Linked DNA regions of Macaca mulatta: region 1 is linked to region 2. The links are chromatin contacts, called in public Hi-C maps. All regions are on one chromosome and are shown on one strand. Each heading gives the region's core, a stretch centred on a gene start, on an enhancer-like site or on the middle of the called end of the contact. The rest is flanking DNA. Distances are from core to core; before and after follow the strand shown.

The links. A called contact is a pair of places that touch in the nucleus more often than the background predicts.
Region 1: a contact with region 2 is called in a Hi-C map of fetal cortex germinal zone, with 2.2 times the contacts expected there. The contact joins the promoter of IRS1 here to the enhancer-like site in region 2. A contact is called at or near these places in 2 of 14 Hi-C or Micro-C datasets (fetal cortex germinal zone and fetal cortical plate).

What each region holds. Positions count from the first base shown.
Region 1 is chr12:132,061,899-132,067,437 of T2T-MMU8v2.0, reverse strand. It overlaps IRS1 (insulin receptor substrate 1), which reads left to right and starts at 2,179. Exons shown (of 2, transcript XM_015111186.3): 1 at 2,179-5,539. The coding sequence starts at 3,272.
Region 2 is chr12:131,273,948-131,279,432 of T2T-MMU8v2.0, reverse strand. The region is part of intron 1 of LOC144333581 (a long non-coding RNA gene); the gene reads left to right. Among named protein-coding and RNA genes, the nearest start is that of NYAP2, 620 kb to the right of the region's middle. Within about 2 kb of position 2,627, at least 20 of the 40 cell types and tissues checked have an H3K27ac peak or open chromatin away from gene starts, as enhancers often do. A contact at or near this core is called in fetal cortex germinal zone and fetal cortical plate, where this site is marked.

The DNA of each region.
Region 1 (5,539 bases), core at 930-3,429, 790 kb before region 2:
GTAGGGACCGGGCCATTTGAAAAGTAAATGTGTATAGATTTGATTTGTTGTCTTACAAAACGTTAAATACTCCACTACCCCCATCGCAGCGCTAAACATCAAACCTGTAAAAAGCCCTTTGGCCTTATCTGGATTACATTTTTACTAGTAAACAACCCTTTTATCATCTCTCTTTTTTCTTGTCTAGGGTAAAACCAGGCACACAGTTACACTTTTCCACCAACTTCAGGCGTCTCTATTCTTCACCTCCCTGCCCCACCCTCCATAAGGCACTCTATACCCCCAGAATTTCGGTCACTGTGAGTGCCGCCTCGCTTCCATTTCCAAATATCTGCTATTAATAGCCTTGCTATAGTGGGCACGTGTGCCCACATCACCAAGCTGTCAGAGGAAAAGGAGGGAGGGCTTTCAATTCAACATGTGTACTCAAATTATAGATTAACCAGGTTTAGATGAGGCTGCAGAACGACCGGGAACAGGAAGGAGAGAGGAGAAACGGGAGGCTCCCAGGCTTGGGTAGGGAGGAGCCCCTCTGCAGATGCCCAATCCCCCTAATTTACGTATCGCACGCCTCTGAATGGCGCTCATGGTTCTTTTTCTCCTTCATCATCATCATCTTCTTCTTTTTCTTTTTCTTTTTTTACTACGCTTTGCAACCTACCTTGGTACCCTCAACCCTTCTCCCCCACCTTCCCTCTGCAGTGCAAGGCTTGAAAAACAGGCCATCCCACCAATCAGCAGGCCGCCCAGGGAAACTCGCCCCGCCCCTCAGCCCGCATTGGGCCGAGGCGCGCTCCCCCGCGGCCCGGAGGGTCCGGGCCACTGAGCATGCCCAGCGCCTGGACTGCAGAGTGCCCCGCCAACATCCCGCAGTGCTTGGAAGCCCCAGGCCGAGGAGGGTCTCGTAGTAGTAAATGGGCGGCAACCCCAAACGGGCCGGGCATCAAAATGAGACAGCATTAAACCGAGTGACATCTGTGTGGGTCCTTAGTGCCAGGCGAGCAAGCAGGGACAAACTGCTTGTTTATAGGTCAGCTTAAAAAATAAAAAAACTTTGGGGAACATTTGCTTGTGGGGAGACTGATACCGCAAGGTGACCCTGAAAGGGGCGCTTCAAGGAGACCCAGGCTGCTGATCTGGTCCATTCATGAAGTACCCATTTTCCTGTACAGTTGAGCTGGCACCATCCTTGTTTTCTCCCTATTATCCTTGTGGTCAAGGTTAAAAATTTATAGGGTGGTTCAATGGGTGTGGGAGCTGTGTGTGAAAAAAACATTTCAGCCAATATTTGCACAGTAGGGTTTTGGCCTTATGAACCCTCTGAAGGTCCCTAACAGCTTTTTAAAGTCACGGATAGACTTCGGAATATGATAAGGGACCTCTCATTTCCCCTCCCCCATGCCCTCAGCCTTATGTGTGAATCCCCCCTCACTCGGATGGGCAAGGGGAGCAGGAGAAACGGTGATATTTACATTTTCTCCCTAATTGATCAGCAGCTAATCCCACAGCGCCGGATGTGAGACACTTCCTGGGGATCCCTGTTCTCCTTTTGCAGTGACCATAACTGCTCCGAGTCACTGCCCTTCGGCGTCCCTCTGTGCCTTCCAGGTACCTCACGGCAGCAAATCTGGGGATCCCAAGGTGGAGGGCTGGCCCAGAAGTCCTTTAGAAAACCTTACAAAAATACAGATCCCTCACCATGGCCTATCGCCCTGAAGCCGAAATGTAGCTTTTAAATTTCCTGGGAGAAAAAGCCTTGACTAGAAACCTTCCTCCCGTGGGTAAGTCTTACCTGCTAGGTAAGAGGCAGCCCAGCTCCCGCGCCCCCGCCTTCCCCCGGTCTCCCACTCGGGGCTCTGTAGCCGCAGTGCCCCCCCCGTCGCCCCCCACCCTCACTCCTGCGTCTTCTCGAGCTCGCCCCCTCCCGTTTTCCCAGACTCCCCTCGTGCGTTCGGGTAGCCACCCAAACACCCCCGCCCGCGCCCACCGCGGGGATTCCTGCGGGCCGGGGGCGCCCTGGGTGGCGCGCGGTGAGGGAGGCGCTGCGCCTGGGCTGGCGGCCGCGCAGGGGCGCTGTCCTAGCGCTGCGCCGGGGCTCGGCGCGGGCGCCGCTGCAGTACGGCCGGGGGGCGGAGAGGGGCGGGCGCGGGGCGGGCTCGGCCCGGAATGTAGAGACCCGGGCGGGAGCCTCCCGGCGGCGGCGGCTGCCCGGCTGCCGAGCGCGGAGGCTCCGTCACGTGTTTTTCTCCTCCGAGTGAGACGGCGGCGCGGTCGGAGGGGGCCGGCGCGCAGAGCCAGACGCCGCCGCTTGTTTTGGTTGGGGCTCTCGGCAACTCTCCGAGGAGGAGGAGGAGGAGGAGGAGGGAGGAGGGGGGAAGTAACTGCAGCGGCAGCGCCTCCCTAGGAACAGGCGTCTTCCCCGAACCCTTCACAAACCTCCCCCATCGCCTCTCGCCCTTGTCCCCTCCCCTCCTCCCCTGCCGACTGGAGCGAGGGGCAGGGATGAGCCTGTCCCTCCGGTCGGTCCCCAGCTGCACTGGCTGCCCGGTAGCGTTTCGCATGGAAAAGCCACTTTCTCCGCCCGCCGAGATGGGCCCGAATGGGGGCTGCAGAGGACGCGCCCGCGGGCGGCGGCAGCAGCAGCAGCAGCAGCAACAGCCGCAGCGCCGCGGTCTCTGCGATTGAGCTGGTATTTGGGCGGCTGGTGGCGGCTGGGACGGTTGGGGGGTGGGAGGAGGCGAAGGAGGAGGGAGAACCCCGTGCAACGTTGGGACTTGGCAACCCGCCTCCCCCTGCCCAAGGATATTTAATTTGCCTCGGGAATCGCTACTTCCAGAGGGGAACTCAGGAGGGAAGGCGCGCGCGCGCGCTCCTGGAGGGGCACCGCAGGGACCCCCGACTGTCGCCTCCCCGCACCGGACTCCAGCTGGGGCGACGAGAGATGCATCTTCGCTCCTTCCTGGTGGCGGCGGCGACTGAGAGGAGACTTGGCTCTCGGAGGATCGGGGCTGTCCTCACCCCGGACGCACTGCCTCCCCGCCGGGCGTGAAGCGCCCGAAAACTCCGGTCGGGCTCTCTCCTTGGCTCAGCAGCTGCGTCCTCCTTCAGCAGCCCCTCCCTGGCGCGGGGGGCGGCGTGGATTTCGGAGTCGGGGTTTCTGCTGCCTCTAGCCCTGTTTGCATGTGCGGGGCCACAGCGAGGAGCCTCCGCCCCCCACCCGGTTGTTTTTCGGCGCCTCCCTCTGCTCAGTGGCGGTGGCGGCGGCAGCAGCATGGCGAGCCCTCCGGAGAGCGATGGCTTCTCGGACGTGCGCAAGGTGGGCTACCTGCGCAAACCCAAGAGCATGCACAAACGCTTCTTCGTACTGCGCGCGGCCAGCGAGGCTGGGGGCCCGGCGCGCCTCGAGTACTACGAGAACGAGAAGAAGTGGCGGCACAAGTCGAGCGCCCCCAAACGCTCGATCCCCCTTGAGAGCTGCTTCAACATCAACAAGCGGGCTGACTCCAAGAACAAGCACCTGGTGGCTCTCTACACCCGGGACGAGCACTTTGCCATCGCGGCGGACAGCGAGGCGGAGCAAGACAGCTGGTACCAGGCTCTCCTACAGCTGCACAACCGTGCCAAGGGCCACCACGACGGAGCTGCGGCCCTCGGGGCGGGAGGTGGCGGGGGCAGCTGCAGTGGCAGCTCCGGCGTTGGTGAGGCTGGGGAGGACTTGAGCTACGGTGACGTGCCCCCAGGACCCGCGTTCAAAGAGGTCTGGCAGGTGATCCTGAAGCCCAAGGGCCTGGGTCAGACAAAGAACCTGATTGGTATCTACCGCCTCTGCCTGACCAGCAAGACCATCAGCTTCGTGAAGCTGAACTCGGAGGCAGCCGCCGTGGTGCTGCAGCTGATGAACATCAGGCGCTGCGGCCACTCGGAGAACTTCTTCTTCATCGAGGTGGGCCGTTCTGCCGTGACGGGGCCCGGGGAGTTCTGGATGCAGGTGGATGACTCCGTGGTGGCCCAGAACATGCACGAGACCATCCTGGAGGCCATGCGGGCTATGAGCGATGAGTTCCGCCCTCGCAGCAAGAGTCAGTCCTCGTCCAACTGCTCCAACCCCATCAGCGTCCCCCTGCGCCGGCACCATCTCAACAACCCCCCGCCCAGCCAGGTGGGGCTGACCCGACGATCTCGCACTGAGAGCATCACTGCCACCTCCCCGGCCAGCATGGTGGGCGGGAAACCAGGCTCCTTCCGCGTCCGCGCCTCCAGTGACGGCGAAGGCACCATGTCCCGCCCAGCCTCGGTGGATGGCAGCCCTGTGAGTCCGAGCACCAACAGAACCCACGCCCACCGGCATCGGGGCAGCGCCCGGCTGCACCCCCCGCTCAACCACAGCCGCTCCATCCCCATGCCAGCTTCCCGCTGCTCGCCTTCGGCCACCAGCCCCGTCAGTCTGTCGTCCAGCAGCACCAGCGGCCATGGCTCCACCTCGGATTGTCTCTTCCCACGGCGATCTAGTGCTTCGGTGTCTGGTTCTCCCAGCGATGGCGGTTTCATCTCCTCAGATGAGTATGGCTCCAGTCCCTGCGATTTCCGGAGTTCCTTCCGCAGTGTGACTCCGGATTCCCTGGGCCACACCCCACCAGCCCGCGGTGAGGAGGAGCTAAGCAACTATATCTGCATGGGCGGCAAGGGGCCCTCCACCCTGACCGCCCCCAACGGTCACTACATTTTGTCTCGGGGTGGCAATGGCCACCGCTACACCCCAGGAACAGGCTTGGGCACGAGTCCAGCCTTGGCTGGGGATGAAGCATCCAGTGCTGCGGATCTGGATAATCGCTTCCGAAAGAGAACTCACTCTGCAGGCACATCCCCTACCATTACCCACCAGAAGACCCCGTCCCAGTCCTCAGTGGCTTCCATTGAGGAGTATACAGAGATGATGCCTGCCTACCCACCAGGAGGTGGCAGTGGAGGCCGACTGCCGGGACACAGGCACTCTGCCTTCGTGCCCACCCACTCCTACCCAGAGGAGGGTCTGGAAATGCACCCCTTGGAGCGTCGGGGGGGCCACCACCGCCCAGACAGCTCTACCCTCCACACTGATGATGGCTACATGCCCATGTCCCCAGGGGTGGCCCCAGTGCCCAGCAGCCGAAAGGGCAGTGGAGACTATATGCCCATGAGCCCCAAGAGCGTGTCTGCCCCACAGCAGATCATCAATCCCATCAGACGCCATCCCCAGAGAGTGGACCCCAATGGCTACATGATGATGTCCCCCAGCGGTGGCTGCTCTCCTGACATTGGAGGTGGCCCCAGCAGCAGCAGCAGCAGTGCCGTCCCTTCTGGGAGCAGCTATGGAAAGCTGTGGACAAACGGGGTAGGGGGCCACCACTCTCATGTCTTGCCTCACCCCAAACCCCCAGTGGAGAGCAGCGGTGGCAAGCTCTTACCTTGCACAGGTGACTACATGAACATGTCACCAGTGGGGGACTCCAACACCAGCAGCCCCTCTGACTGCTACTATGGCCCTGAGGACCCCCAGCAC
Region 2 (5,485 bases), core at 1,378-3,877:
ATGCACATGATTGAACATAACAAAATGCAAATCAAAACCACAATGTGATATTATTTCTCACTCACCAGAATGGCTATAATCAAAAAGACAGACAATAACAAGTGTTACTGTTTGGAGCAATTAGAACTTTCATATGCTTTTGGTAAGAATGTAAAATGGTACAGCCACTTTGGAAAACAATTTGGCAGTTTCTGAAAAATGTAAGCATACCATATGAAATAGAAATTCCACACTTAGTTAGGTATCTACCAAAAATAGAACGTGTCTGCACAGTGACTTATATGTGAATGTTCATTGCATCATTAATCACCACAGCCCAGAAATGGAAACATTTCTGTTCGTCAACTGATGTTCCTCAACTGAAGAATCGATAAGTAAGATGTGGTATATCTATACAGTGGAAAACTATTTGGCAATTAAAAGGAATAACATGGATGGACCTCAAAAACATTAGTTAGGGCTGGGGCAGGAAAGGATAGTGATCGTAAATAATCACTATCTTTCTTTGTAGAGTGATGAAAATACCTTAAAATGGAACTGTACTAATGGTGGTGTAACTGTAAATAATACTATGAACCATTGAATTGAACACTTAAAGTAAGTGAATGTTATGAGATATGACTTATATCTCATTAAAACTCTATATAAGTAAGTTGTTTGTAAGGACAGACACGAACATTTATATCTTAAGTATATAATGAGTAACTCACAGTATATTTCTTCGATCAACTATGGGCATTGCCTTGGCAATTGGACATAGCTTAAGAATTGGTCTGAACCAAATATTGTTTTCTATGTAAAATTTACAAGTCCCAAAGTCCATCATAGCGTTGAATTTACATATCCAAGTACAATTAAATTTTTGGAGCAGACGTTGGACTAATACAGGATATGCTGATCTATGCTTTGGATTTGTCAGTAGATGGAATGTTGATCACGTAAATTCGGTCATCTGTAATTTTTAATAAAGTTTACTTGAAATGGACCAATAGTTTTAATAAAGTGTTTTCAATATAATTCAACAGTTATTAAATTATCAGACTACTATGGAGAGGAATGTATTTAAAAGTGCTGCTCAACACACATACACACATATTCTACCCATAAATGTAAAGCAAGTTTTCTTTAGCTTGTCAGTGTGCTGTGGATCTCATAGAGAAAAAATCAGCATAGCAAATGAAGATCATTTGAACTTCATTTGTGTACGTGCAGTACACTCACTGCCTGGCATTTTTCTTTCTTTCTTCTTGACAGAAGCTTTACAGAATAACAAAAAACATGGCTCCTTATTAGTGTCTGTTTTTCTCCATTGGAACATGAAATGATAATTCTAACATTCCTGGTCGTGGATATACGAATACACCTGCACACAGCTACTGAGATGTGATTGCTCTCACCCTGCTCCATCACCTAGCTGCTCGTGATGCAATTCGGGCTATCCTTAGAAGAAAACCCACTAACAGAAGCCACCCATAGGGTGGCAAAACCTTGTGACTCCTGTTAGGATTTGTGGTTCTTTCGGACAGAAAAATGCTCCTTAAACTGAAATCCTCTAGTGTCCAACAAATACAGCTGCACCATCGTTTTAGTATTCAGGATGCCAAGTAAGTATCTCCCTAAGCACACAAGTCTATTTGAGGAAGCACACATGTACTCGTAGACACACTTCTACAGTCATGATCCTCTGCTGCTGCCAGTGTCTCAAGCATCATTCCTTTCCTCTCAGGAGACACAGGGGACCAGAGAGAGGGAGAGCTGAGATTTCAGCCTCTTTCAGTCTTGGTATGCAGGCACAGGCACTGTAAGAATGTGGTAGGTTGGGCTAAAGCTATTTGTTTGCTAGATTTCTCAGAGTTCAATGAGATCATTTTTGTCATTTTCCCTGTGCTCCCCTGTATTTTCCAAAGATCTGCCAGCTTCCAACAACACTCTCTTTCTTCCCATTGGAAATGGAAACGAGTTCTCTCCCGGAATTTTCCACTTAACAGTTCCCCCTTCCCTAGCTGGGGCCTCAGCGCACCAGCCTGTAATGCTGTATTTCTTTCCACTGCAGTTTGACATTTTTGAGCCAGCACAATGAGTTGTATTCAGTCATTCTAAGTCCCCCTCCTTCTACATTATCTTTTTTTCTTTAATAATGCATACTTTCGAGCAATTTCAGAAAGAGAGCAAAGGCTTTTAAGCAACATTACATTTAATTAGTTATGTCACTGTCATCGAATCACCAGAATCCTTTGAGTCATCCCTGCCACCTTTCCCCCCACCCACACACCTCACCCCATAATTTTCCCGTCTCCCAGCCCCCTTCCCTGTCCTTCTGGTATGTACATTAAAGATAAACCTCATGGTCCATATACTTTGCTTGCAATTGTTTGCCTTTGCGAATCATTTCCTTTAAATAATATTTACAAACTATATATCACTGCCTGACACGATGATAAGAGGGCACATAGATTGCTTATAATCTCAGCTGTAAACAAGAAACGGGGACGTGAGCTTGGAAATGTGTTCCAGGTCCTGTCTGGACGCAGCCGCATTTGCAAATGCGCGCAGCTGAGCCGGAGCTGGGTCGCACCCGCAGCCTCGCTCCCAAACACTGCAGCCGGAGACCAAAATGCAAGTCCAGGGCGTCTGCAGGGCAATCCCAAGTCCCCGAAGGGGGAAGGGAAGCGGAGGCATTGGGGAAGGTGGGTGTGCGTCAGCAAAACCTTGCATCCAGAGGAAAACAATGCTCGCCTTCCCGAAAGCAAACGGCAGAACCTGCGAACACAGATGCCTGTGGGATCCGGGCTCCCGGGCGGCGGGGGAGAGGGAGCCGGGTGCAGGGGCGGGGCGGAGCCTCCCCTGTCTGGCCGGGTGGTAGCTTCTCAGACAGCGAGGGCCCAGGGGGTTACGCCGGCACAGTGGAGGGTGTCTCAAAAGGAACTGGGATTCTGCAGAGAGGGGAGGAGGGAGGAAGAGGGGGATTTGTTCAAACTGGGAGGGTGGGCCCCAGGAAAAAAAGAAGAAAAAGAAGAAATAGATTAATGCTTTGCAGGACACCTAGGGTATTTCTTTCAGGGGGTATTACTTCCACTTTTAGGCAGGAACAAGAGCTGGGAGGAAAACAGCAGCAAGGGCTGACAGCTCCAAGGTGATCAAAGGGGACTGCGTGAACGGCTTGCTCTGCCAGCCGTTTATTAGAAAGAGAGGGGTGCTCCTGGGCCACGCTGGCGGGGAAGAGGGATTAAGATCAAATAGAAAGAGATCGGCCTGACTCCTTTATGCAGGAGAAAAATGCGCGCATATATATTTATATATTTATATGTTTACATGTATATTTACATTCAAAGAATGCTGTCCACTACAAGATCCACTCCTTCCCATAGGCCCCCACCCCACCCCACACACACAGACGCGCGCGCTCCTCACACATGTAAAGAAAGGAAATTCCATCCTTTCTTTCCAAATGTTGTCACTTCTGCTGTCTCAGTGCTTGAAATATCACATGATGAATTATCCACTGGAGAACATTTTTATGCAGAGGCACCCCCACTTTGGGGAACGCTAACTTTGTGTGAGTCTGATTTACCTCAGAAATAAAGTTTAAGGCACTCCTGGCATTTGGAAAGAACCTCTCTTTCTATAGATAACAGGGCAAAGTGTTAAAATGCAGGTCACTGGTGCGAGAGATATCCTGTTGTAAAAACGGTGACCTCCAGAAGTTTTGGGAAGGATGGCAGTGGAGCCATCTACATATAGAAAGAACACAGGTGTTGCTCTCACAACCAACGCATGAGAATGGTAGGTAGGCAACTGCCCAGCATATATCATGCAGTTTCTTCCCTAGTGAGATATGATCTTTATACCTAGAAATGCAATAAAGTTATTAAGGGGCCTGAATGGAATGAGAAAGACCTTCTCGATGATAATGACTTTATTCTGCCTAAGCGTCGGTTACTCTCTCCTCTCTAAGACTTTTTATCAGTTACAGCTTTACAAGAAAAAGAAAAAAAAACCAGCAGCAACAAGCAAACTAAATTTTAACCAAATTCACACTTTGAAATCTCCACACCCTAAATCTTACATTTAATCATAAAGTGTTAAATTTTAATGTATTCTTTTAACACAGCACTAGCATTTTGTCAAAAATAGGCATAGCCAGGAAATTCTGAAGCTTTTCTTACAATTAGAACACGTGTGCTTTGTTTTTCCGTTAAGAAGTCTTTAACTTTACTGTTTTCTCCAATATTAGGAAGGTTTTTAATATCTATTGTTTATTTTTCCAATTATATAAGAACATATTTTTATCATAGAATATTTACATAATGTAGGGTTATACACATGAAACAATGAAAATCTCATCTGGATTCCCACTTTCCCAAATGATTCCCTTCCCCAGAAGTAAATTCATATTTCCGCACTATAGTATTCATCTAACCCTTATAAAATTCATCCAGCCCTTGTAAATATTTTTATATGCATATATGTATATATGCAATCATATAAATTTTAAAAGCCTACAAATTCAATCATACTATATGTTTTATTCTGCAAAGTGATTTTGTTCACTTACTACACCAAAGAGATCTTTTTAAAAAAATCAAGACCTATAAATCTATCTCATTTTTGACTGGTGTATAACATTTCATGATTTATTATTACATTATTGATACATAATTAGGGTATTTCCAGTTTTTTGTTATTATAAATAATACTGAAACTGACATTCTTAGGTACACATCTTTGACCATACGTGCTAGTAATTTTATAGACTAGACTGTATTGAAATTGATAAGTGAAAGGATATATGCGTTTTAAATTTATGGATACTACCAAAGTAGTCTCACAAAGAGCAAAAACAATTTATATTCCACCAAATTGTCTATGACTAGACTGCTGTTTTGCACAGTCTCTCAATCACTATTTATTATCAATTAAAAAATGTTTTGTCAATATTTTGTAAAAAAAAAAAAATACCAAAACTTGTTTTCTCACTTTCCTTTTTAAATTATTACTGAGGTTGAACAAGTCTTACTTTGTGTTTTTTGTTTGTTTGTTTTGAGTTGCCTGTTTACGTATTTGCCCCATTTTTTCTTTGGATCTTTCTTTTTCTTCATGATTCTAAGAAATCCTTTACATAAAATGAACACCTTTGTTCCTTTTACTTAGTGTAATTGTTTCTCTTAGCCTATTGTTTATCTTTTAACTTGGATTATGGAAACTTCATCATAGGGACATTTGAATTTTTATGTAGCCAAGTCTGTCAGCAATTTCTTTTATAGACTCCAGGTTGTGTCCTGATTAAAATTTAATAAAGAACATGTACTTTTATCTTCTATTCCAGATGGCAGATAAGCTGTCTAAACTGTTTCTATTTCTTTAGGACCATTCTACATTAAAATAAGTGTACACTGTATCAATTAGTCAGTAGGGTACTACATTCATTTGTTCTTTTTAGCAAAGCACTGGTTACATCTTCCCCTGTACTAAACTAAGACTTTGC